6 separate regions of the Mus musculus genome follow, and regions 2, 3, 4, 5 and 6 are each linked to region 1. The links are chromatin contacts, called in public Hi-C maps. All regions are on one chromosome and are shown on one strand. Each heading gives the region's core, a stretch centred on a gene start, on an enhancer-like site or on the middle of the called end of the contact. The rest is flanking DNA. Distances are from core to core; before and after follow the strand shown. Region 1 has its middle 15 kb from the start of Gm30733. Region 2 has its middle 15 kb from the start of Gm30908. Region 3 has its middle 10 kb from the start of Gm29679. Region 4 has its middle 9.9 kb from the start of Gm30908. Region 5 overlaps Sulf2 (sulfatase 2). Region 6 overlaps Sulf2 (sulfatase 2).

Region 1 (3,926 bases), core at 1,300-3,799:
TTTTGAGGGAGAGAGAAAAAGAGAGAGAGACACAGAAACAGAGAGATAGAGAGAGGCAGAGAGAGAGAGAGACAGACAGAGAGACTCAGGGCCCATGTCTCTATCCCCCACAGAACTTCCATCCTCCCTGACAAGACTTAGGGCCTCACCAGCCGCCTCAGGATGGCCTAGGCCCTGTGTTAGTCAGATCTTCCTTTTATAACTGCCATGTTCCTCTTGAATTCAGGCATCTACACTTGGCTTGGACAGTCTGGATAGTGAAGTCTGTCCTTGGGGAAGGACAGAACGGAGCTCAGAGCAGGGAGAAATCAGGAGAGTTGAGGCCTGAGGCCAGGGCTGACCCTCTCTGCTTTGCCTGGGTCTCAGGGAAGAGTGTCATACGGTAGACAGAAATGTCACTCCCATAGAAGTAGATGGTAGGTTAGGTTGGATTGGATCAGTCAGACAAATGAAGAACTGAAGGACCAAACACCGACTGTCCTTAGCAACAGGGGTGCCTGCAATCCTTATCCCAGGTAAGGAGCCTTAGGCCGAAGCAGCCAATCTATCGTGAGGAGGGATGGAAAGGGTCACACCACCCAAACCAACAGAAAAGCCTCCATGAAATGGAAGGCTCGGCACGCATATGTGATCCTCACTCCCCGAAGCTCTGCTCTGAGCTTCTAAGTGAATCTGTCGTGGGCAGAGCTTATGTGAAAGCGTTGTTCGTGCCAGAAACCAACACACCCGACTCACGGACTTGAAGGTCACACCTATTATCCCCAGTAATGGAGGGGTAAATAACCCAACTTAACCGCTGCCTCAGCCTCCCTCCGCTCTGCCATCCTCAGTTTCTTGGCTTGGTTTCCAAGCGTGTCTATTCACGCTAACATAATGGTTGCTCAGGTGGAGTTTGTGCGGCTGGTTTCTATCCTCAACCTCAGAGCCAGGAAGAATTTCTTCTCCTGGACCCAGTATCTGAACGATCTTCCCTAGACAACATCCCCACACCAGAATGTTAACCTGCTGTGCCTTGTAGCTACTCAGAGCTGAAAAAGAGGCTTGCTAAGACACTGGGGTCATACCGAGGCTCAATAGTGGAAGGCATCCCATGTAAGACAGGAAGACCACACTGGTGCTGACCACTGGGTGGGGTGACCTGAATCTCCTGCCCCTGATAACTGTCTCATTGCGCCAAGGCACATAGTACCATCCTTGGTTCCTCACATGAAAATTCTAGAAATTAGAGTCAGTTACTGTGACAGTTCCCTCTGAGATGTCTTCAAGGGATCTGAACTGACCTTGGACAAGGTTTACAAATGTATGAACTTGTCAACATGGCTCCTGGGTAAGGAGGGTGGGGGCAGGGTACAGAGTGAGCCAGCCAAAGAAGCTATGTTGCCAGTCTGTCTCATAAATGGAGTTTGTATGGCAGGTTTCCTCTCTCTCTCTCTCTGTGTGAGTGTGTGTGTGTGTGTGTGTGTGTGTGTGTGTGTGTGTGTGTGCACACGTGCGCATTTGCATGAGTTTATATGTACCCTGTGCATGCAGGTACCACACAGAAGCCAGAAGAGGGCATCAGACCCCTTGCAATTGGAGTTCCAGGTTGTAAGCCATCTGGTGGGGGGCTGGGAACTGAACCTGGCTCTTCTCTAAAAGCAGCATGGTCTCATTCATAACTGCTGAGCCCTCTCCAGCCCAGGACTGGTGTTTCTGAACACTGAGAAAATCGCTGCCGCCGGTGGACAGACCACCATCTTCTCTTACATGGTTCCTGGAGTTCAGCCCCATGCATACCAGAGATGGCGTTCAGGCTTCTCCCTGACACTGCCCTCAGTCAGGGAGAAGCAAAGAAGTTCAGACAAAACCATCCTAGCTAGTGGCTGACCTCCCTCCGTCTCTCCCTCCTTCCTTCCCTCCCTCCCTCCCTCCCTCCCCCTCCCTCCTTTCCTCCTTCCCTCTTTCCTTCCCTTCCTTCCTTCTTCCCTCCCTCTCTCCCTCCCTCCCTCCCTCCCTCCCTCCCTCCCTCCCTTCCTTCCTTCTTTCCTTCCTTCCTTCCTCTATTCCTTCCCTCCTTCCTCCCACTCTTTTTCCTTGACATTTTTCCTCACTCCTGACAAATTCCCACTTTGATGTTATGTTGGAGACAGAGGGAGAGTTTTGGTTACAATTTTTATTTCTTCTTTTATGATGGGATAATTAAACTTGGCCTGGGATGCTTGCTGTTCCCTTCCCTCAGGATCTCTCTCTCTCTCTCTCTCTCTCTCTCTCTCTCTCTCTCTCTCTCTCTTTCTCTCCCCTTTCACCCTCTTGGATCTCCAAATAGCCTGAGGCAGTGAGAACCTTCAACCAAGGGTTCTAATCCCACTGCCATAACAAAGGGCCCCTAAGGGCACTCTGGAGAGATGTGTGCTAACCCCACCCCTTTTCCAGAGTGATGACAAATTGATCTGGGGTCAGGACCAAGTGTGACTCACAAGGCTCCAGGGACACAGTTCCTTGTTCTGGTCTCCCTGGTGGATGCCCGAGGGCAGTCCCATCAAGCGCTTGGTGGCGTCTGAATCCTTGGCCCAGTTTCTGGCTGAGATGGCTGTTGGGTCCTGACATAGACCTCTGTGTCACAGACCTCGTGCCGCAGAGACAGAGAAACGGGCGAGATGACTCAGCTGGCTGTAAGCCCAGAGGATGCATGCCGTGCCTTCCAGAAGACAAAATAAAATTATTGAGAGACAGAGCAGAAAGTCCCCAGCCTAATGTTCTCCAACTCGTCAACACAGAGGGATGATAATTTGTTAAAATCCAAATAGTCCAAGAAGGAACGACCATTGGAGTCAAATTGCTTATTAAGTCTATTTATCCCTAGCCACATCATTCCCCTACTGAGGAGCACTTGCCACTGTCTGCTCCATTCATGTGCTCCACCCTGTGCTCCGTTCACGGATGTCCCTGACCTTAGAGTCCTGCAGACAGATGACCACTCTCAGAAATAAATCAAAAGAAAGTAGCAGGTATTAGTTCCAAGACGACACAGTGGGATTCTTTCTACTCTGTCGTGCTAGTCTTTGGAACATGTGGCAAGACTGTGCCACCTCCATCAGACTAGAACATTGATCCTCCGTGCTACCTCCATTAGACTAGATCATTGATCCACTGGTGAACAAGAGCCTCCCACAAACCCACATTGAATATATAGAATTTAAGGAGTAGGGGTGGGGAATCGCACTCAGTCAGCAAAAACATGAGGACCTGAGCTTAGATCCTCCATAGCATGTAACATCAGGCTATGGGGACTCCTGCCTATAATCCTCATGCTGGTGAGACAGAGGCAGGAGGATTCCTGGAGTTCTATGGTCAGATAGTCTCAGAAAATTAGATGAGCTCCAGGTCTGGTGAGAGAACCTGTCTCAAAAATAAAGTGGAGAATGAAAAAGGGCACCTGGCTGTTAAAGTGATTTTTATTTGCATAACGTGATTTGCATCTTAGTGGCTTACTGACTCTGTCTGCTGACCTAAGCCTAGGCCTAGAAGCTTCTAGATTCTATACAGTCCAGTCTAGGCCTGCCTGGAATGTTCTCAGCCTCCAGACTTGCTGCGGAATAAGCTCACCCTTTAGCTCTTTCTGAGCTCTGGCTGGCTCAAGTGAGCTGTTCCGGGTCAGACTCCCCTCCAAGCTGACTGATTCCATCTGGCTTCTCTCTTGGTCTCTGACTGAATTGCTCTGCTTGACCTCATACCAGTTTTGACAATTTGTTCTAATCTTCAGGCTCCTCTTTCCTGGTTTGTTCTGTCTTTGTCTTCGCCTAGTTTGTTCTCTCTTCAACCTGTTTCTGTAAAACTCTCCTGGTAAAACTGCCTCCTCTTCTCTCTCCACACGGCCCCTCAAGTAGCTTCCCTTCCTCTCTCTTCTCATGAGAGCTGGGCATATCCTGTTCTATCAAATATGTTTC
Region 2 (4,596 bases), core at 1,140-3,639, 180 kb before region 1:
TCTGGGGTGACTTGGAGGTGAGCCTCCTTTCCATGGGGCTTCTCATCACAGGTAAAGGGGAAGCCCAGGCTAAGTGACCGCCACTGGGTGTTGTCGCCTTTCCATGTCCTATCCTCCTCCTCCTCCTCCTCCTCCTCCTCCTCCTCAGGAAAACAGGGAGAATCATCTGCTTCTCCCATGAGGCTACTGAGCTCTGCTTTGCTCAAATGCTTAGCACCCTGTCGGAGCCAGGGAGGGCTGCAGTGCACCGTGGTTACTCTCTGTGTGTGTGTGTGTGTGTGTGTGCGCGCGCGCGCGCATGCGCGCGCACAAGCTCGAATATGCACACATGTACACATAGGACTAGAGACAAACTCAGAGGTTGTCCTCTGAAAGGCTGTCCACTGTGCTGCTTTGAGACAGCACTCTGGAGCTCTCCAGATGGGCTGGGCCATTGTACACCTCAAAATGAAACAACCGGCTGGCCTCACTGCCACAAGCCTTGTTTCACCCTTGCTGCTTGGCATGCTGCCATCTGTCACAGACTCGAAGCAAGGCTTGCCTGCCTCTGCCTCCGCAGCTCTGGAGACACAAGTGCAGGCAGACCACCATGTCCAGCTCTTACTCTTTTGTCTGGTTTCAGGGTTTGAACCCAGGTCCTCGCAGTCTGAAGGCGAATGCTTTACTGACTGAGCCAGCTCCGCAGTCTCAGCTGCTGTTACTCTTGCTGCTATTATTGTGCTTGGAGTCCCCTGTTGGTCCCCTGTTCCTGCTGTACCTTTGCAGGTTCTCTGCCTAGTGGTGTTCCCTCAGCAGGACACTCCCAGGACCCTTCCCCAGCCAGCAGGCTCTCCGTATCCCTTCAACGCAGTGTTAGATGGCTCCTTCATCCCAACCCTGTCTTATCTTGCTGCAGGCAGAAGCCACCGACCTCTAAGTTAAACATACGCATATTCTTCCACCCAAGTAGTCCCTATTTTTAGGAAAGTGTCCCATAGAAACCGAGGCTCATCTATATGCGCATATGTATGCATACATATGCTTTGGATAACAAATATTCAAAGATATTTATTCCAGTCCTGATTGTGGCTGATCCTAGTTGATCATAGAATCTGAAAATATCTCGGAGCACTGCAGCACCACGGGGCAGTGTTATCATTAACACAGAGTGTCTCTAGGAGATGCTGTCCTTAGGGACCACCCTGGTGCATGTGTGTGTCTTTGACTGGACATAAGAATGCACCGAGTCGGTGAGATGAGGTTAGACTGACAGGCTTTTTAAAATCGTGATTAATATTGTTGTCTTGATGTATCTTAGTAACAGATAACATGTGAGCAATCTACATACCTATGAACGTGAGCGTGTGCACAGGGACCCACACAGACACAGTTAAATACCGAGAAAGCAGCTTCTGGTGGAGAGCCTCAAGCCCCTCGAGACTGACATGTTAGCTCTGAGGGAGTTTCTGCAACAGAGGGATAGAGAGGGAAAGGAGGTTTTCTAGCCATTAGGAAGCACCCAATGTGTGCATTCACACACGTGTGTGTGTGTGTGCATCACTGTGTGTGCATCAGTGTGCATGTGTGTGTGTTGTGCACATGTGTATGTGCATCAGTGTGGGTGTGTGGTATGCATGTGTGTGTGCATCAGTGTGGGTGTGTGGTATGAATATGTGTGTGTGCATCAATGTGGGTGTGTGGTATGCATGTGTGTGTATGTGTGTGAACATCAGTGTGGGTGTGTGGTATGCATGTGTGTTTATGTATATGGTATGCAATGTGTGTGTGTGTGTATATGGTATGCATGTGTGTGTGTGTATATGGTATGCATTGTGTGTGTGTATATGGTATGCATGTGTGTGTGCGTGCATCAGTGTAGGTGTGTGGTATGCATGTGTGTGTATGTGTGTGTGCATCAGTGTAGGTGTGGGTGTGTGTGCATCAGTGTGGATGTGTGGTATGCATGTGTGTGTATGTGATATGCATGTGTGTGTGTGTGTGTGTGTGCAGCCTTCAGACTTCAGGAGTCTGGCTCACTCAGGGAATGAGGATTCTGTTCTTTATACCTGGGAGTGGGGCAGGAGGCCCCTGGAGGCCTCTGTGTTCTAGGTTTCCCGCCTCATCCTGGTCAGAGTGGAAAACTATCCAGAGAAAGGCACAGGGCAAGAGGAACTCAGCAGACAGGCATTAGAAGGCCTCAACCTGTGGAACTAGGCAGCCACATGTAGGCAGTGTGGAGCTAGCGGGGTATTGCCTCTTCAGAGGTGCAATGATGGATCAGGGAGCTGAAGGCAGTCAGTGGGAGGGTCTGCTAGTGCTGGGTGACCTTGCACCAGTGCCCGGGACAGGTGTGCCCCAGGCAGACTTGCATCCTGCTCTAGTTCTGAGAGGCCTGCCAGCTGCTTCCAGCTGTTAGTAAATCTTGCTTGCAAGGATCTGAGCCCTGGAACTGAAGTTCTCCTGAGAAGCCACAACTATCCTGAGGAGCCTGCAGACCATTTGACCTTGGCTAAATAAAACATCGGACTGTGGAAAGATGGAATTTGCTGACTGAGAGCTAAAGTTATCTTGGGCTGTCTTAAGCCATGAGCTGAAACAAATCGTTCCTCCATTAAGCATCTCTCCACTAAAACGTTGCTACTTTGGCTCCTGGCTTAGGGGAAGTCAGTCCAGGGTCATTTGGGTCCACACACCCAGGGGAGCGATGCGGCACTGGGTGTGTGCAGTTGAGGGTATCTTCATCCACAGAGAGGGAAAGGACTAAGCAGCAAAGGACTGTCCCAGGACTGTCCCAGAGTAGGCTAGGTCATCCAGCTGCATCCCACCTTCTCATGTTCCTGGAACCTTCCCAACTAGCTCCACCCACTGGTCATGTGAGCCCGTGTGTGTGTGTGTGTGTGTGTGTGTGTGCGTGTGTGCGTGTGTGCTCCTAGCAGCCACTGCTGTCAACCTCTGTGTTCAGCCTGGTCCTCTCTTGGCTACAGAAGAAGCTCCTGGGATACATCACAGCCCGAGGCATCTCCATCCTCTGCCAGCCCTGAAGCTAAGATGTGAGCAGACGACATCTCAGTCCTGCAGAAGATGGGGGAAGAAAGATTTGCTCTGGCCCGTGGTCCTAGGGAAGTTCAGTCTGCCGCATCAGACTAGGCACCAGGAGTGGAGGGGCAGGACGATCGGCTGGACTGTGGCAGCAGGGGTGTGGATGGAGGTCATTCTCATGACAGGGGACCAGGAAGGAGGCCAGTGGTGACTCTAGTGTTTACTGTCAATGCAAAACAAAACAAAACAATTCTGAGCCTAAGGGGAACGTGAGATAGTTTATTCTGTAGCCATTTTGAGTGAGCGTGGCTAAGGAACACAGATTTGAGTTATCCCAGATTCCATGGTCCAAGGCAGAAGCAGTTTCATGATGTTTTTATGGTTTTACAGAAAAGAGAAAGTCATAAATCAAGGCTAGAGTGCACGGGTGGGTACATCAGACAGATGGCTGCAGAGAGATGGGGGGAGCTGTCCTAGAGGTCTCAGATGTGTCTGATGACATTGCTAGCGTTTGGATTCGTGGAATCCAGTAGTCTGCTAAGTTAGTAGATCCCAAGTTTTTTATCTACTAGCCACAAGTTGTTAGTCCACACACAGAGATGGGCAAGGAATGGCTGTCACAGATGGCTAGATCTAGCCCAAGGTCAGGTAATCGGCTCTGGAACCTGCCTGGTTCCAACCTCTCCAAGTCACCACAGTGCTAAACAGCCACAGTCTCTGCAAACATGGCTGCTCCCCAGGAATTCTCATGGACACTGGCAAGCAACATTTCACCTGGATTTCCTCCAAACCTTGCTAAGGTGATCTCAGCAGCTGATGTGCTTTTATAAAAAGGATATGTTTTATGGAGCACAGTATGGTGAGGTGGGAGGGGGTACCTCAGCCAGCCTATGCTGAGGCATCCCTCCCCTCCATTCCTAGGTACCAGCCATATGATAGGTCTAGTACAGAATAGAGTTCATTTGGAGGCATGGGAAGGAGAGTTGAGGGGATGGAGAGAGAGAGAGAGAGAGAGAGAGAGAGAGAGAGAGAGAGAGAGAGAGAGAGAGAGAAGAGGAGAAGAGGCTGGCCAGGCCAAGAACATGTGAGGGTCGGGGAGAGAAAGGTGTTAAGGAGGGCAAAGGGAATCAGGGTTCAGAGTCAGAGAGGCCCATCTGTCCCTTTTATAGGAAGCCAGGCCTACTGGCTGTTGCTAGGTAATTGTTGGGCGGAGCTTAGAAGGAATGCTAACAGCAGCCATGACACTTGGCATTTGAGAGACCAACTCAACACACTAGTCACTGGTCTTGGTCAGGAAGCTGACCTGTTCTTCATGGGCACTTGTGCCTGGGCATTTGCATGTGGGAAGAGAGACATTGTCACATTGAAATTACCTCGACTATTCTATTTTCCCTTATATTTCTTCTTATGTTATAGCCTGGACATCAAATTTAAAAAACAGAACCAAAAGGATCATGTGTGGGACCAGAGCGATGACTCAGAGTTTCAGTACGCTTAGCTGCTCTATCAGGGGTGGGGGCTGGAATCTGGTTCCCAGTGCCAGTGTTGGGTGGTTCACAGAGGTCTGTAACTGCATCA
Region 3 (4,357 bases), core at 1,708-4,207, 250 kb before region 1:
CTGTTGCTTTCCAGAACTGCACTGAGTGTACAGCAGAAATCCGCAGGTACAGGTGATCATCAAGACAGAAAGGGGGCGCTGGGCGGTAGTGGCACACGCCTTTAATCCCAGCACTTGGGAGGCAGAGGCAGGCGGATTTCTGAGTTCGTGGCCAGCCTGGTCTACAAAGTGAGTTCCAGGACAGCCAGGGCTACACAGAGAAACCCTGTCTTGAAAAAAAAACAAAAACAAAGACAGAGAGGGGGCAACCTATGACCTCTAGAAGCAATGGCTACCTGAATTCACTCCACTACCTAGCAACTTTTATTGCTGTGAAGAGACACCATGACCATGGCCTCTCTTATAAAGGAAAACATTTAATTGGGGCTGGCTTACAGTTTCAGAGATTCAGTCCATTGTCATTGTATCAGGAAGCATGGTGGCACGTGGGCAGACACGGTGCTGGAGTAATGAGAATTTTACATCTGGATCCACAGGCAGCAGGAAGAGAGAGACACTGGACCTGGGTTGAGCTTTTGACACCTCAAAGCCCACCTCCTGTGACACACTTCCTCCAACAAGGCCACACCTCCTAATCACTCTCAAGTAGTGTCACTCCCTATGAACCAAACATTCAAATAGGAGCCTGTGGCGATCATTCTTATCCAACCACTGCACTCAGTCTCTGCTGCATCCAAGGGATCATGTATCCAAGAGTGGTGGTTTGGGATGTCAGCCTGTCACCTGGCCTCTAGCTAGGCATGTCCTGACAGGCCCAAAACATTGCATGAGGACTGATAGCTAAGGGTTATGTTTCATTGAGGCTTAACTAAGGAAAAGGCTTTATTTCAAATTAAATAAAATGTGCTGGCGAGGAAGAGCTTGAATTCTTGTGTACAGGTTTGGCTCTTTGTGTCCACACAGTAGCTCACAGCTGCTAAGGGTTCCAGTTCTGGGGATCCGATGCCCTCTTCTGGCTGCTGTAGGTATTACATGCATGTTGTGCTCATAAAATTCAAAAAGGCCCATACATATAAATAAAATAAATGAAAGAATAAATCTTAATAAAACAGGTGCAGGAGAGATGGCTCAGTGGCAAAGAGCAATGGTTGCTCTTCCAGTGGAACTGAGTTCAAATCCCAGCATTAACATGTCAGCTTAAGCCGGGCGTGGTGGCGCACGCCTTTAATCCCAGCACTCGGGAGGCAGAGGCAGGCGGATTTCTGAGTTCGAGGCCAGCCTGGTCTACAAAGTGAGTTCCAGGACAGCCAGGGCTACACAGAGAAACCCTGTCTCAAAAACACCAAAAAAAAAAAAAAAAAAAAAAAAAAAAAAAGTCAGCTTACAGGCCTCTGCAGTTCACAGCCTCAAGAAATACAATTCCCTCTTCTGGACTCAGCATGCACCAAGCAAGAAGATGGCGCACAGACATACATGCAGGCAAAACACCAATACGTATAAAAAATAAATGAAAAAATTGAAAATAAAAACAAAAGGGAACAATCAGTACAGTAGGTTTGTGCATACAAAGAATATTTACTATGCACCTACTACACACGCACTCCACAATGTGCACTAGAAATCACGTGAGCATAGAAAAGGGACCAGGAGCCAGGTAGACGTAGCAGCAGCCACTTTTCTCCCTACAAGGCTTCCTTGTAAGGAGCCCTGTCCTGTCTTCCGGCCCCACCCACCTGTCACTGGCCACAGCCACAAGCACCAAAGGCAGGTATAGTGTCGCTTTGGGGGGACAGAGACTGTTCTTGGAAATGGTTGCAACAGTTTGTGGCTGGGGAGCTCGCATGAGGACGCTGGAGGACAGAGTGTTCTGTGGGATCGGGGAATGTGTTTATCTGGGGGCACTTGCTAGGGATTCCGGTCTTAGTTTCTAAAAATCACATAAGTGTGTGTGTGTATGTGAGTGTGCACTCATTGTGTGTGTGTGTGTGTGTGTGTGTGTGTGTGTGTGTGTGTAAGTCAGTTCTCTCCCTTCCATCACATGATTCTTGGACATCAAACTCAGGTTGTAAGGCCAGGCAGCAAAGGCCTTTACCAGCCATATCATCACAATGGCCCAGATATTCTGAATTTAATGGTTAGTTCATGAAGGGGAGCCGGTCTCTATTTGGTTGGTGGTCCACTCAGTCAGTCTGGATCGCAGTGTTCCTCCAATCATGTGAAGAAAGACATTCAAAGGAGTCAGAGACGGGGCCCTTCAGATAACTTGCTTCCAACCGTTCTGTGCCTCCAGAGACGCTGTGCCGAACCTCATCACACCCCAGCTAACGTGCATGTTTGGCCTGTGGAGAATCAAATGGTTCCTGGAGACTGACTTTAAACCCAGTCAGGTGGTGAAGTCACTCGCTACTGCTGCTCCAGAGGTGTTATTTTACCAATCAGCACACCCAGCACACCCACCGACACCTCATTGGCAGCTGCGTGGGGCATCGTCCTATCCGGACCAGTTTATGAGATCTAAATGTTTCGAGTCTTCCCATTGGTGCCAGTGGTATGAGCCCGCACTTCCTCAGCCTGTGCTGACCTCCAGCCTTGGCATGAACTTCAAGAGCCTTTCTCTTTCTGTTCTGTCAGCATCACTCTGGCCCACAGTGTCGATGACACGTGGCTGTTTAAAGCCTAAAGATGCAGGATGCAAGCACGGAGTTGTCTTGCTGAGACAAAGACGAACCCTCATCTATGTGCTCAGGCAGCTATTACTCATGACTAGACTAAGTGCTTGTATATGGAGTTGTATAGAGCACAGCCATGCTCCTGAGTCCGGAAATTGCTTATGACTGTCCTCATACAATGCAGAGGGAGGGGGTGGGGGCTCACAAGCCACACTTTCAGGAATGTTAGTGACACTTTTAAGGGGAAAACTTATTGACCCTTGAATACGCCGTAGATCTGGGCCTTATGCTGCAGAGCGGAGGGCGGGGCTGAGAAGCCTCGTAGGCGGGGTTGAGATGCCTCATAGGCGGGGCTGAGACATTTCATAGGCGGGGCTGGTTGGGGATGTGGGGCGTCTAAGGGCGCCGCTGTGGTGTTGGTGGGAATGGCAGAAACAGTAAGAAACCAACAGGAAATACAAATCCTGCCTGCCTCCTCCATCTCCACCATCTTCCTGCAGGTCTGCAGTTGGCAAAGGACAGGAAGTCACGAGTAAATCCCAGCAGGAAATGCCTGGCAGAGGCCAACAAGAGGTCTCTGAGAAAGGGGACTGTGGTCGCAGAGACCCTGATCTTTACCATCAGATAGCACAGAGTAGAAACTTCCAGCTGACAGGTATTAGCATAAACACTAATAACTCCCCCTTTCCCCTGCTCAGCCCCACTCTAGGGGACTAGAGAAGGAAGACGCTTGGTAGGGGCGTCCTGCAGACTTAGATTCTAAAGTAGGACTCAGCTTTCAAATCTGTGCAATGGCCATGTAAATAATAACAGAAATAATGATCTGAAGCCCAACATCAGAACCTGGCACAGTCGTGCCTGGCATTTCTGGTTGCCAGGGCAGCAGGCTTACAGCACTAACAGGCTCTGGCATCGGGGCTGGCTCTGCACACCTTCACAGCGTTGGGTCTGAGCCTGTAATCTGGCTAATGTTACCATCCCCCTCTCCGGCACCACCATGTAAGCTCTCATTGTGGATGGAGCTCTTCCAGTGAGCTCTCTGAGCACCTGGAAGCCTGGGCCTGCTATCTTGGTCCCCACTAGTTCCTAGAAGGAGGCCCAGGTGTGCAGCGGAGACTCCATCTGGGACCTCCTCTAGCCCTCTAAGTTTGGAAATGTTTTGTTTTCCCCAACAGGAGGTGAGGGAACAAAGGGAAGGGGCGGTCACCTCCTCAGTGTCACAGGCTGAACTCGGCTGCCTTCGAATCCAGCCTCTCCTGCACGCTTTTGCTTCAACCTGAGTCCTCTCCTGGTGGCCCCTTGTCTGGAGAAGGCTTTCTGTAAGCCACTTTTTGCCAGTTCAGGGAGAGCCAGCCCCTCTCCCAGACAGCACAGTGGCTCCCAATGGCAATCTACTCTCCTCTTCATGTCAATAATAGCCCAAAAGAGATAAATCTAGCAATATGTGTGTGATCAGCAGCCTCGCAGTACCCCCCAAGACACAAATTTATGGGGCATCCACACTCGGGGGTCATCTTCCCAATAGTTTATAGTATCGAGCCTCCTTTATTTCCTCAGTAAATCTAATTTATATGGACAAGCAGATCAAGCCGAGCTGTTCCAGGCATTGGAAGGCTGTGAATCATTCACAAGGCTTTAGGAAACTTGGGGAGATTAAGGTTTTGCATAATGCAAATCAGGAGGGAAAGATGTTTGCTCTGCCTCCGCTGTGGATGCAATTAGCGCAATGAACACCAAAAGAGATTCAT
Region 4 (4,126 bases), core at 204-2,703, 160 kb before region 1:
TGTTCATACTGCCATGTCTAGAAACTGGAGAAGTCATGGATTCCCGCTTTACTGCTGAATGCAAAAGAGACAGTTCAGTGTGTGTGTGCGTGCGTGTGTGTGTGTGTGTGTGTGTGTGTGTGAACAGTGAATAGCACACCTTGCCACAGGGAAGGAAAAGAGAGAGAGAGAGAAAATTCTAGAATGGAAATTAGCTGGAAACTGGAGGTAGGAGCTGCCAATTAGAAACCATGTCCTCCAAGATCCATGTCTTCCTTTGGGGTTATTTGGGAAATCGTTCTGATGCCGGAGGATGCACAGCCATGTACGCTTCCACTGATGTTATGGTCATGGCCCTCATTGCAGCCTCCCGTAGAAGAGACGCAGTACTGACTACTGCTGTCTGATCAATATTTTCTTTTCCACCTTCCCCTCTGCCTTGTCTCGGGCAACCCAGATGAAAGTGTTCATGAGTTATTTATTCTGAAATCTAAGAGCAGAAAGATGGAAGGAACAAGCGGGAGAAGTCTTCGTTCATGCTCTCTGATGTGGATTGTCCACCCAGGAGCAGGCGGCTGGCACTAGCTGCTGTAAGGGACGTGATCTGTGAATTCGAGTGACCAGCTTTGGTGTAGGCTCAAATAAGAAAACCAGCAAGGCTTGTTGCTGTGGCTTATACTTGGGAACATTTGGTTGCCAGTTGGGGCCACTGTTTTGGGAGACCTTGGAACTTTCAAGAGGCTAAGCATAGCTGGAGGAAGTGGTTTAAAAAAATTTTTTTTTTAGTATTTATTTTCTCCTAATTCCCACACTTTTTAATGTATGTGTGTGTATGTATATACGTGTGTGTATGTATGTGTGTGTATATGTGTGTATACATGTATGTGTGTAGTATGTTTACGTATGAGTATGTATGTGTGTGTGTGTGAATGTGTGTATGTGTGTGTGAATGTATGTGTGTTTGTATGTGTGTATGTATATGTATGTGTGTGTATGTGTATATGCGTATGTGTGTGTGCATTAGTGTGTGAGTGTCATAGCATGTGAGTGAAGGTTAGAGACAACTTTGGGAGTCAGTTCTCTCCTACTGTGTGTGTTCTGGGGGCTTGAACTTGGGTCAACAGATTTACTTGCAAGCCCTTTCACCCAGTGAGCCATCTCTCCGGCTCCTGCCTTCTCCTTTTGATGGCCAGAGGAAATCTTTGCTGCATGCCCCTGGCTCAGTCAGCGCTTGTCTGCTCATGGCCTGAGATGGGTTCCTGTGAGCCAGTCTTCCATTAGGACAGACAAGAAAAGGGTGGGTTTCTGAGAAGGGATTTTATATTTGGTTTTGTCTCTATGGTGATGTCTCACAGACCAGCCTCAAATGACTAGAACAGCAAGCATTTATTTTCGCCCTCAAGGTCCTTCAGTGTACGCTATGGGCCAGCAGATCCAGGCTGACTTTGTCTGGTCAGCTATGACTCAGTGTAGAGCAGCTGGGCTCAGCTCTAGCTAAGGGGTGGCCTCACTGTGGTTCTCATCGTGAGCTGTGCTGAGGTTCTGTCTAGAAGAGTTGCAGGAGCCAAGATGCAAATACATGCAGCCCTGATCACAAGGTATATTGTGCTATAGATGCTCTGCTCTGTCTTTAAAGCAACCTCAAAGTGAATTGGCAGGATGTCCACTCTGCCCTGCGGAGGACCCGAGGGTTATAGGCAAAAGGAGTCTGCCTACAAATGTATCCCAGAATGCAAGATCAGTATCAATGGCCTGAAAGACCCCAGATCCCCAGTCCCATGTGTGCCTTCAACAAGAACACGATTTCTCCAAATACAGTCATAATTGAGTCACACCTGTGGTGACAGCCCAGAAATCAGAATGATCTCTGAGACATTCTGTGGGTACCGTGCCTGAGGCACCTGCCAATGAGAACTCTACAGAGATGCAAGCGCCATATTGGTTTGTCAGGGCTGCTCTCTTGGCTGTTTCCATCTAGTTAAGTTACTTAAATTAAAATGTTAGGCAGATGAACATGTTGGTACATGCTTGCCCTACCAGTGATTGGGAGATAGAGGGCACAGGAACCATGAGTTTGGGGTCAGCCTGGGCTACATAGTAAGTCTTTGTCTCAAGAAACCAAAACCCTTAAGGATAGGGGTATAGCTTACGGGATCTTGCTTAGTAGTATCTAAGGTCCTGGAGCTATCCCCAGCATCAAGACTGTATTTAAAAATAACTCAGAAGTTAAAATTATAACCAGATGATATTAAAATGGAGAAGGCATATTTTATATCCATTAGCATGGGCCCCTTTACCTAACATCTTTTTTAAATCAACATTCTCTGGAGCGCATTGCCCATCCACTGTGACATATTAGCTTTGACTTACACAGATGTGATTCAAGTTTTCTGTTCTAATACCTTTGTTTATGTTTTTAAAAAAAGTCAAAGGAAATTTTAAGTAAACCAGCAGACAAAAGGCCAAAGTTTTGAAGCAGCTTCTGACGCTCCCTCCTGACCTCTGAGGAAACGTGGCACAGACTGAGTGTCCACAGCCTCCTTCCTCACAGAGCCATGGTCACCATTTTCCTCCCAGAAGTTCCTATGCACTCCAAGCTGGGCCTCTGTCCTTGGCCGTGCTTGGTTTCAGGGTAACCATGTCAGACATATATCATGTTAGTTAATATTCTCATTGTTATGGAGAAGAATCATCTCACCAGAAGCAACTGGAGGAAGGAAGGGTTCGGGGGTACAGTCCATCACAACGGGGAGCACAGGGCGGCAGGAGTGTGAGACAGCTGGTCACAAAGCACCTGCACTCTGGAAGCAGACAGATGGCTGCTGCTGATTGGCCGGTGTTCTCCACTTCCTTCAGTCCAGGGCTGTTCTGAGTTGCCTAGCTGGAGCTCAGGGTGGAACTACACTCTGGCTAGTGACACGAGATTTCTGGGACTCAGTTTCCCTGTTGGTGCTGGAAATGGACGAGAACAGGACCTTCCTTGGAGGAAACTAGGAGGGCGAAATGGAGTAAAGACATGGGATGCACCCAGAGGGTCTCTGGACCCAGAAGAAACATTTCCCTTCACATGGACAGGGCCATTTAGAGACTGTGTGATAGTCTAGCTAGCATGGCGACCTTATGTCTGTGCCTTAGCGGTCCACTTGGGGTCTTTGTAATAGGGGTGGGGTGGGCTGGTGATAGCAGCATCATTAACTTATGAAGAATAGCTTTCAAGTTAAAAATTGTTTTTCCAGAATAAGACATGCTAAATCCACCAGAGGGTGTTTTTTAAAGTCATTTCTAAGTCAGTGGAGATTTCAAGTGTGCTCAACGTCCCTGAGGGTAAAAACATTGCTGAGTGAAGCTTTCAGAAGAGAGAGAAAAACCAGGGCCTCAGAATGACCCCTGTCACCTGCCAATACTTTGAAATAAACCAGCCTGCCGTTTGACCTCCAGTGCGAATGTCCCATGGTTGAGGTGGGTAAGGATAGACTGACTCACAACCCAGACAGCCAGTCCAGCCTCCCGGGGGACTTCCTGTTCCTGCAGCCTCAGATGCAGGAGGGTTTGAGTGAAACCAGAGCCGGCGCCTGAGAACGAGAGGATGACCAAGCCAAATAAAAAGAGGGAGCCATTTTCATCTCTCTTTCATGCACGCCGATGGATCAGAAAATTGAGAGAGAATTAAAAGTAATTAAAAAGCTCTTCCAAATGGTGCAGGAAGCAGAGGAGGCTGCAGCCCCTAAGGGCAGGGAGCAATCTATGATGGGAGAGGAAGCAGCCCTGGGAAGAGCAAGAGCATGCCTGCGTGTTTATGTGTGTGTGTGTGTGTGTGTGTGTGTGTGTGTGTGTGTGTGTATGTGTGTGCATGCATGTGCAAGTGTATGTGTGTGTACATGTGCATGCGAATGTATTTGTGTGTGTATGTGCACATGTGTGTGTATGTGTGTGCATGCATGCATGCCTGTGTGTGCACAAGTGTGCATGTGTGTGTGAAAGTGTATGTGTGTGTATGTGTGTGCATGCATACGAGTGTATATGTGTGTACGTGTGTGTGTACGTGTGTGTGTGTGTGTGTGTGTGTGTGTGTGTGTGTATGTGTCTCAGAACTTGCCCTGTGTGAGTCCCCTTTTCTTTTCCAATCACACGGCAGAAGCAGGCTCGG
Region 5 (4,412 bases), core at 1,509-4,008, 190 kb after region 1:
CTGGCCCACAGTAGGTGCTTGGTTGGGTTCACACAGCCTGGCCCACAGTAGGTGCTTGGTTGGGTTCACACAGCTTGGCCCACAGTAGGTCCTTGGTTGGGTTCACACAGCTTGGCCCACAGTAGGTGCTTGGATGGGTTCACACATCAGCCCCCATCACTTCCTCTCCCGGCATGGGCTGCTTCTCCGTTATCTCTCTGCTTACACAGGGGAGACTCCGGCTGTCCTGGATGCTTTTCTGGACCCTGGTGCAGCTGTCCCCACCTTCACAATGGCAGCCTTCTCTGCCCTTGGCCTTCCTCCTGCCTGTCTGCTGCCGGCTTCCTTTCCCCGGAGTGCACACAGGGACACACTTGAGTGTGCACACACAGCTCTCTTCTTCACGGTCCAGCTGCCCCTTGTGTGCCCACCCACCCACACATGACCCTTATGGCCTGTGGCTGCAGAGTCCCCATCTGCCCCCCGAGTCTTGGAACCTCCCCTGAAGGACTTACCTCTCGGCATGGGGGTCTGTCTGGGCCTTGCCTGGGTCATATAGCCCACTGAAGGTCCAGCTTCTCCTGCCACATCTGTCTCTCAGATCCGGCTCATTGTCCTTTAGTTAAGTCAAGCATGGCGGCACACCCATGCTCTCAGCCCACAGGCGTAGTGGAGGGAGGACCAGTTGTTCAGACTCACCCTCATCTGCGTAGAAAGTCTGAGGCTAGCCTCGGCTACCTGAGACCGTTTGACACTGTGGTTCTCAACCTTTCATACACTGTGACATTCTAATACAGTTCCTCATGCCGTGGTGACCCCCAACCATAAAATTATTTTGTTGCTATTTCATAACTGTGATTTTGCTACTGTTAGGGATTGTCATGTAAATATTTGGGAGGTAAAGGTTTGGTAAAGGGGTCTCAACCTATACATGGGTTGGGAGACCCTCTGATCTAAAACAAAATGGCTCCGGTAGTTAGGAGCGGTTGACACTCTTGCAAAGGGACTGGCTTTGGGTCTCAGCACTCACCGGGTGGCTCATAATCCCCTGTGACTCCAGTTCCAGAGAATCCAGGGCCCTCTCTGGCTCCATGTGCACCAAGCATCCATGCAGTGCACGTCTATACATATAGATCACAGATGCACATAAAATTAATCTTTTTTTAAGTCCCCAAATCTCCTTAAGCCCTTAGTCTCTAGCCTTTCAATGCTTTTAAGATTTACATAAGTGAGTCACCCAGGCCCTCGCTCTAACATTACTTGTGACTGTGAGCTGGGACGCTTCCCTGATGCTCAGTTTCCCTTCTCTACAGCAGTGTTACGATGTGGATAAGTTGCCCAGTGCCCATAATATGCATCACCCCAAGGACGGTGTGACCAGGTCCCACAAATTCATGCAGTGAAAGTCCTTGGGAGGGAGAGGAAGCGTGGGGGCTGGGAGACCGTTCTGTCTGCAGAGCCATCAATAAACGAGGAGTTTCTTCCCCGGGACCCACAGAAAAGGCCAGGCATGGCAGCTACTGCCTCTCACGAGCCCTGGAGAGACAGAGACAAGAGAGTCCTTGGGAATCACTAGCCGGCCAGCCTAGCCAGTTGGGGGGCTTCCGGTTCAGTAAGAGATGGCTTGAACACTAAGGTAGAGAGGCAAGCAAGATGCCTCAGCAGGTAAAGGTGCTTGCCGCCAAGCCTGATGAGATGGGCTGCAGAACCCACCCAGTAGAAAGAGAGAACCAACTCCTGCAAGTTGTCCTCTGGTCTCCACACATATGCTGCACCCACGCACCCCCACAAACACACACACATACACACACACAGATAAATAAATATATATTTTTAAAAAGTTACCAACTGTTGGAGAGGGGGGCTGGATGATTGAGGAAGATACTGGATATTCCTCCACACTCCCATGTACAAGTATCCTTACATACATGTACATACATGAATACATATGTATGCATGCACACGCCACACACAAATAAGGAAAAGTGGAGTAAGCATAGGTGTGTGTCCTCAGTCCCCTGAGGATGAGGTATGGGGGTGGGGAGGTCCAGGTGTCCGTCTGATCCCTGACTGTCCCTCAGCCTCGCTCAGCCACACACAGGTTCCCGAGAACTGCAGAGACCCAGAGCCACAACCCAGGAGCTTAAAGCAGGAGGTGCTTCTCCTCTGACATCCCAAATCGGCTGTCCCCAGGGGACTTCTGTTCCAGCCTCCTCAGCTCTCCATATCCCAGGCTCCCCAGGCTCTGCCTCTCTCTCCTCGTGGCTCTCAGATCCAGGCATCTGTGTCCAGATTTCCCCGTTGACAGCACTGGCCTGCAGTTCCCCCTGACCCGATCGATGTAAGCTTCTTTTAACTTCTTTTAACTTGATCACAGAAGCTAGGGCTCAGATAAGGTCACACACTGTGCAGGTACCAGGATCAGAGTGGGTATCTGGAGAGTCACGATATGGCTCATGTGTTCAACCCCCCACCTGTCACTGTCCTCCCTTCCAGAGCCACCCTCAGGCCTGACTTCAGTAGACATGGGACAGAAGAAAGGCTTCAGTGCCCAAAACCTCATGTTTTGTTTGATGTTTGAAACAAGGTCTTCTTAGGTAACCAGGCGGCCCTTGAACTTGCAATGCCCCTGCTAGTACCTCCCCAGTGCTGGGACCACAGCTCCATGCCTGCCTACTGGGTTTTAACTCTGCAAACAGGAGGCTAACTCACACCAACTCATGGGAGGGAGGGCCTCTTAGGCTTCAGACCACTTAATTGCAAGCCTTTTTCTCAAGGAAGCACAGCGCCCCCTATGGGCCAAATCCATGAACACAGTGATACAGGATGCTGGCTGTATCCTGAATGAAGCAAGGGACTTTGGTGGACGCTCTGCAGTCCACATGCCTTCTACACTACCCTCCAAGTCATTCGTGTGTGGGGGGATTATTTTATGCTTATTGTTCTGAGTATTGAATCTGAGTCTATTTTCTATATAAATAAGGAAGGGGTTTTTTTTGTTGTTGTTGTGGGTGGTGGTTGGTTGGTTTTAGGTTTTTGGCAGTTATAAATGTGCTCAGTTTCCTAGCATTAGATCTGACAGGAAAGCTGTTATAATTGAATGTGAAACTTTTCCAAGAGATTCCTTATTTCTGAAAATTCTGTCCCTGATGGCAGGGGCAACCAGTATTTGAATTGCAAATACCAAGCGCCCACCAGCCTGCGCTGGGAACCAGCAGCCTCCCAGGGAATCTGTCTCCTTGCTGGCACCTGACTGCCACCTCATGTCTCCTTGACGGATGTGCCAGAGACGTTTCCGGTTGAAGCCTCCCTTTGTTATAAATCTCCCAGCTTTTATTTTTCTTGAAGATTGCTGTTCTAATGTTCTTTCAACTTTGGGAGATGACTGGCATAGGAAATTATTTTTCGACTGTGAATTCCTTTTGGGAGGAAATACGGCAAACTCATTATTATAGGAAAGGGCCATTGGTGAGATACCTCTGAGAGCAGCTCCGAGGGGTCTGATATGTCACGCTCCCTGAGGTAATGGGAATTTCCTATAGTTGATGGATCCTCCAGTCCTGCTGTAAAGGCTGCTGTGGATTGTCTGCCCCTCTGCCCCACCCTTCTGCACGTCTGCAGTTGAGAGGGCAGAGGGCTGGGAAGATGGCTTAGTGGGGAAGCCAACAAGGACCAGGCCCGATCCCCAGCATCCTGGTAAAAGGCGGGGTACGAATGCCCATCTGTAACCCAGTCTCCAAAGAAGATGAAATCCCTGGAACAAGCTGGTAGAACTGGTGAAGTCGGGGTTCATGTGGGAGACCCTACCTCAGCATATAAGGTGGAGAATAATCCAAAAAGATATCTGACATTAGCCTATGCTAATGCTCACACACACACACACACACACACACACACACACACACCAAAGGGATGCACACACACACACAGCCCACACCACACACACTCACCACACACACACACACACACACACACACAGGAATGCACACACATACACATATACTCCATACCACACACACACACACCACCACACACAGACACTACACTACACACACACACTACCCCACGCCTGCACAATACACCACATACACACATAATACCACACACAAACACCACAGGCATACATACACACATTAAAAGGAAAGGGCCAACAGTATAGCTCAGTCGGGAGAGCACTCGCCCAGCACACAGGAAGCCATGGGTTTAATCCACATCACTTCATAAAGGTGTGGGGGTGCACACCTATAATCCAAGCATTGGAAAGCTGAGGCAGGTTTGAGAGTTCAAGGCCAGTTTGTCCTGATAGTGAATCAACAGGCCATAGAGCCTCTCCCTGATGCTAGCTAGCCTCCCTCCCAGCTAACGAGGTTTTCTGGAAATGAATGGACTCTGTCATTTGCTACAGCTGCCTGAGTCTGGCAGGGGAGGCTGAA
Region 6 (4,431 bases), core at 1,875-4,374, 170 kb after region 1:
AAGGGGCAGAGGGATATTGGGTTGGGATTTTTGTTGTTGTCGTCGTCTTTGGTTTTGTTTTGAAATAAGGTCTTGCTATAGAGCAGAGGTTGGCCTCGAACTCAAGATCCTCCTTCCTCAGCCACTTGAGTGTTAGGGAGACAGGCATGAGCCGCCACATGCACCTTCAGTGTCATTCTTAGTGAAACAGGTCAGGAGGGAGTGTGTGGCCTCACTTGAGTTCCCGAGGGACCCCACTGCTATGCTGATGACATCAGGGACAAGAGCAGGAGCAGAGGGTCGAGATGTGTAAGGATGAAGGCTCAGAGCAAGCTGTGTATACCTGGATGCACGGATGCAGGACCTGACCCAGCATCAACTACATGCTGACTTTCAGGACAATGCCCTTGCTAAGCCCGAATCGCATCACAACATTGAAGCTGACTCTTATCAAAACCAGTGTAAGCAAACAAATCAGGAACCCATGGATGAAATAAAGAGGGGAGAGAGAATGAACCATGGCTGACTGTAAGTAGATACATTCATCCCTCTCTCCATCTTACCAATGGAGAAAGTGAGGCACAGAGGTGTTAAACTACATGTCCAGGTTGAAACAGGATTTGAACCTAGAACCATGACCTTCGTCACTGCTGTGCTCAGCCCATTTCTGGGATGGATGATGGCCTATCTAGAGAGTGTCCATGTTGATGCTTCACTGTCGCAAGTACTGTCATCAGCAGAATCTGCATATGTGCGTCATTGCTCACGAGAGTGAGTATTCTGAAATGTAAATTTCAGGGAGCCAGTCATTCGAGACAAGGACTTGCATATTCTGTGCTGTGACAGCTCCTGCCCACATCCCTGGGTGACAGAGATTGGTGCCCACCAACCGTTACCTCCTCGAGTGTCTTGTTGTGTCCTAAGCAAACAAAACTGAGCCTCTGTGAGGAGGGTGGGACGGGAAGTAGGTAGTTGGGGGCCTGACTGGCTTTTTATAAACCAGACAGACCCAGATCAATAATGCATGCGCCCAAAAAGCCCGGCACATTATCTCACAGTTGGCCACCACTGGCAAACCGAGGGTGGTCCTGAAAAATTCATCGGCTGCTATTTTCTGCTTGTCTGTGAGGCAGCTCCAGAGGGCCTCTGGCTGGAGGCCTCTCAACAGAGCTAATCTTGGGTTTCCTTCCAGTCCCAGGTGGGGACAGCTGTCCACACTCATCAGGACCCAGTGAGAAGGGCTCAATCTATCTCATGGTTGTTGGTTGTGGTCGTCTTGCCTTTTCGTTGCACCTGCAGTTCCCTGGTTGTCATTTGGAATCGTTGGGTGCTGGGTTCCCAGAGCACTAGTGACTGAGCACCTGGGTTGTCTGTCCACTTGCAGAGAGTGAGGACATCTCTAAAAATACACAGGAACACTAGCAGAACAGCAGCATGGGCTTATGTGTGACACCACAGTCCTGTCACAACGCTGCGCTGTGCCCAGGGAAGCCAAGGAAATGCTGGGTTCTGCCAGCACTGACCAAGTTAAGTGGATGCAGGCCAACTTCAGGGCATCTCCAGAGCTCAGCTGGCTTCTGAGAGAGCCCAGGGAGAGTCACACATAGCCTGGAGCAGATCTATTAGATAGGATTGTTCCATCATAAGTGTTAAAGGTCAGCTATGTGGCACTGTCAGATGGGCCATTAAGGTGGTGTGGGGACAGGTATCTCATCAGCTATGACAGCTCATGAATGAACCCAGGCATGGTTGTATATGTCTGTCACCCCAGCACTCAGGAGGTAGAGGCAAGAGGATCACAAGTTCCAGGCCAACCTGGAAGATAATGAGACTGTCTCAAAAAGAAAACAAAATCAGACAAGCATAGGTCTCGCCTCTCCTGGTTACAAGTGACTTCTTGTAACTCAGCCCAAGCAATGCTGGATGAACTGGAACCAGCAACTTACTGGGGATTGAAATGAGAAGTTCAAGCGTACTTGGAGTTTCAGGTGCGTTTAGATCCTTCTGCTCACCGGGGACCAAGCCCGAGTCCGCATCCGACCAAGAGGCACCATCCCAGCTTCCGTGTGTCTCGCCGTCCCCGGGTCTGTCTCTCTGTCTCTCCATCCTCGCTTCAGGCCGGGGCCCAGCCCGAGAGACATTGGCCCGGCCCGTGCATCCTCCCTGCCTACCCCGCTGTCTCTGTCTCCCTCCCTCTGTCCCAAGGCCTCCTCCAGATGTCACCGGTCTCTGTGTGACCTCATCTCTACCTTCTTCCAAGCTGGCTCTGCCTTCAGACAGCTTGCTAAGCACTTCTGTATAAAGGCCAGTGCAGCCAGCAGGGCCATTAGACAGCCCAGAAATCTCTAGCCTGGGATTGAGGTGAGCTGGGCAGGTTTCCCTCAAGGGAAACTGGACATTGGCTCTGGAGGACACAAGCAGCCGGGACTGTTAAGTTAGGGGGTGTTCAGCGTTTCCCCACACATCTGCTGCAGGATGATGAACCATGCGACCCTCACTTGCTCCGTCATCCTCATTCACTGAGCACTTGTTCTTAGAGAAGGGTAACTAGCAACAAAGTAACAAACTAGACAGAATCTTGACTGATGTGCAAAGAGCAACAAAGTAACAGAATCTTTACTGCAGCGCTGGGCGTCTAGCACAGCTGTGTGTCAATAACCAAGACAAAACACACAAACTAAAAGCTGGGCAGTGGCGGTCCACACCTGTAATCCCAGCACTTGCAGACGGAGGCAGGAAGATCTCTGCGTTCCGAGATAGCCTGGGCTACAGAGTCACTTCTAGGACCGCCTGAGCTACACAGAGAAACCCTGTCTCGGAAAATCAAAACAAGAAGAAGGAGGAGGAGGAGAGGAAAAAAAAAACTGCATATGACAGGGAAGGTGGTGAGAAAGGATCAGAAGTCAAGCAAAGAGGGAAGGGAGTTGTGGGGGTGGGGAGGTCGTGTGAAACTTTATCCATAATGATCTCATTGATAAAGGGGACACAGGATCAAGAAAGGCCAGGGAACTTATTAACAGGAATTCTAGGAAGCACATTCAAGCAGCAGTAATAGTTGGTGCAAAGGGCCAGAGGCATGCAGGCTGACAGAGTGGCAGCACTGTGACCCAGGGCACAGAAAATGGGAAGTCTGAGGCGTGCTGATGGTGATGTTCATCATGTGAGGGCTTGAGGCTGAACCAGGGAGAGGACTTGACTTTCTGGGGAGGGTGGATGTCAGGCATACATGGGTCAGAGAAGGGAAACAGTCTGACTTCCATTTCACTAGGTGGAGAAGAGGCTGACTGTACAGTGAGGCAGGTGCGGAGTCTACAGCTGTCCAGGCACAAGAGGAGCCCAGCCAGTGCTCTATTGCAGTGGTGCAGGCTCAGAGGCAAAGCTGGAAAGATGGGCAGATAGGTCACAAGTAAGACCTGTGGAGAACATCTCCAGGGACTGCAAAGCTGTGGGGGAAAGGTGATGGGGTTGCTCAGTGCCCCCAAGGGAGGAGCCACTCCACAGACAGCCATGGTGGAGTCTGAAGCTGAGGGTGAGCCTTGATTTCTGAGGTTCAGGCATGTAGTGGGGACAGTGGGACAAGGTACAGCTCCTAGGCTTTGTGCACCTTACTGGGTACACTTACTGGACACTGAGGCCTTCAGGACCCCAGCTCTGACGTCCACATCCTGCGCAAAGCAGACCCGGGAAAGGAGAACCCGGCAGCCCCATTTTCCACGTTCCATCTGGCAGATGAGGAGACTACACTCCCCTGCTGACCGGTAACCAAGGGATGGGTTGGAAACCCTCGGCTCTCACGGGGGCCAGATGGCAGGCAGCTAGGGAGATGCACCCAGATTCCAGGCAGCAGTTCAGGGCAGCTTCATCCACCGACATCCATTCTGAACATTCCAGCTGCCACTCACCAGCGAAATGAAGGCGTGTGGATGCAGGTTATCTCAGGAGTGGCCCATCCTGGGTTCAAACTGCCAAGTGCATTCCTGCGAGGGTTTTCTAGTTTTATTCGTCGACAAGGGTGTTGAGGGGCAGGTTCGTCTGAATTCTAGAAAGTGTGTCAGAATTAGGCTTGGCTGCTTGGGAAAATGAAACCTAGCATTGCTTCTTCGACACATAAAAATGTCTGGGGCCGGTGGTCCAGAATTGGAGTGGTAGTGTCAAGATGTCTCTAGCTTTCTACTCTGTCATCCCTTCTGTGTCACATCTGTCCTCGAGGCCACCTTGTGCTTCAGAACTGCCACGTACTTGGCAACAGGAAGCAAAGGTCAAAGGGCAAAAAAGGGATAAAACAGTAAATGAAGAGCAGCCCCTGAGGACCACGCCCCAGCAGTCACGTGGGATGTGGGCATTCTTACATAGTCACGTGATCTTGGGTTTGGCCAAGTCACAGAGGGTTTAGCGTCTTTGCTAGGGGTGAACGGGCTTGAAGAAAGCATACAGGGAGGCTGCTGTGCCCTC

The links. Hi-C and Micro-C count contacts between places; a contact is called where the count stands out from the background.
Region 2: a contact with region 1 is called in a Hi-C map of uterus. The contact joins two enhancer-like sites. A contact is called at or near these places in 2 of 484 Hi-C or Micro-C datasets (the N1E-115 cell line and uterus), 1 of 115 datasets of contacts at active chromatin or transcription factors (stem cell-derived anterior neural progenitor cells) and 1 of 9 other capture datasets (embryonic stem cells).
Region 3: a Hi-C map of bone marrow-derived macrophages shows a contact between it and region 1, with 29 read pairs. The contact joins two enhancer-like sites. A contact is called at or near these places in 1 of 15 datasets of contacts at CTCF or cohesin (large pre-B cells), 13 of 484 Hi-C or Micro-C datasets (B cells, the C2C12 cell line, the CH12 cell line and 8 more), 10 of 115 datasets of contacts at active chromatin or transcription factors (T-cell acute lymphoblastic leukemia, acute myeloid leukemia, astrocytes and 7 more) and 1 of 9 other capture datasets (embryonic stem cells).
Region 4: a contact with region 1 is called in a Hi-C map of uterus, with 2.1 times the contacts expected there. The contact joins two enhancer-like sites. A contact is called at or near these places in 3 of 484 Hi-C or Micro-C datasets (the G1E-ER4 cell line, the N1E-115 cell line and uterus) and 1 of 9 other capture datasets (embryonic stem cells).
Region 5: a contact with region 1 is called in a Hi-C map of the N1E-115 cell line, with 11 times the contacts expected there. The contact joins two enhancer-like sites. A contact is called at or near these places in 12 of 484 Hi-C or Micro-C datasets (B cells, the HL-1 cell line, the N1E-115 cell line and 8 more), 2 of 115 datasets of contacts at active chromatin or transcription factors (the HL-1 cell line and embryonic stem cells) and 1 of 9 other capture datasets (embryonic stem cells).
Region 6: a Hi-C map of bone marrow-derived macrophages shows a contact between it and region 1, with 29 read pairs. The contact joins two enhancer-like sites. A contact is called at or near these places in 5 of 484 Hi-C or Micro-C datasets (B cells, bone marrow-derived macrophages, embryonic fibroblasts and 2 more) and 2 of 115 datasets of contacts at active chromatin or transcription factors (both in embryonic stem cells).

Annotation. Positions count from the first base shown.
Region 1 is chr2:166,300,009-166,303,934 of GRCm38.p6, reverse strand. No RefSeq gene overlaps it. Among named protein-coding and RNA genes, the nearest start is that of Gm30733, 15 kb to the right of the region's middle. Within about 2 kb of position 2,549, at least 76 of the 459 cell types and tissues checked have an H3K27ac peak or open chromatin away from gene starts, as enhancers often do. A contact at or near this core is called in the N1E-115 cell line, bone marrow-derived macrophages and uterus, where this site is marked.
Region 2 is chr2:166,483,779-166,488,374 of GRCm38.p6, reverse strand. No RefSeq gene overlaps it. Among named protein-coding and RNA genes, the nearest start is that of Gm30908, 15 kb to the right of the region's middle. Within about 2 kb of position 2,389, at least 28 of the 459 cell types and tissues checked have an H3K27ac peak or open chromatin away from gene starts, as enhancers often do. A contact at or near this core is called in uterus, where this site is marked.
Region 3 is chr2:166,552,266-166,556,622 of GRCm38.p6, reverse strand. No RefSeq gene overlaps it. Among named protein-coding and RNA genes, the nearest start is that of Gm29679, 10 kb to the left of the region's middle. Within about 2 kb of position 2,957, at least 104 of the 459 cell types and tissues checked have an H3K27ac peak or open chromatin away from gene starts, as enhancers often do. A contact at or near this core is called in the N1E-115 cell line and bone marrow-derived macrophages, where this site is marked.
Region 4 is chr2:166,459,463-166,463,588 of GRCm38.p6, reverse strand. No RefSeq gene overlaps it. Among named protein-coding and RNA genes, the nearest start is that of Gm30908, 9.9 kb to the left of the region's middle. Within about 2 kb of position 1,453, at least 55 of the 459 cell types and tissues checked have an H3K27ac peak or open chromatin away from gene starts, as enhancers often do. A contact at or near this core is called in uterus, where this site is marked.
Region 5 is chr2:166,106,872-166,111,283 of GRCm38.p6, reverse strand. All of the region lies in intron 3 of Sulf2 (sulfatase 2), which reads left to right. Among named protein-coding and RNA genes, the nearest start is that of Gm52534, 11 kb to the left of the region's middle. Within about 2 kb of position 2,758, at least 11 of the 459 cell types and tissues checked have an H3K27ac peak or open chromatin away from gene starts, as enhancers often do. A contact at or near this core is called in the N1E-115 cell line and bone marrow-derived macrophages, where this site is marked.
Region 6 is chr2:166,125,989-166,130,419 of GRCm38.p6, reverse strand. The region is part of intron 2 of Sulf2 (sulfatase 2); the gene reads left to right. Among named protein-coding and RNA genes, the nearest start is that of Gm52534, 8.0 kb to the right of the region's middle. Within about 2 kb of position 3,124, at least 15 of the 459 cell types and tissues checked have an H3K27ac peak or open chromatin away from gene starts, as enhancers often do. A contact at or near this core is called in bone marrow-derived macrophages, where this site is marked.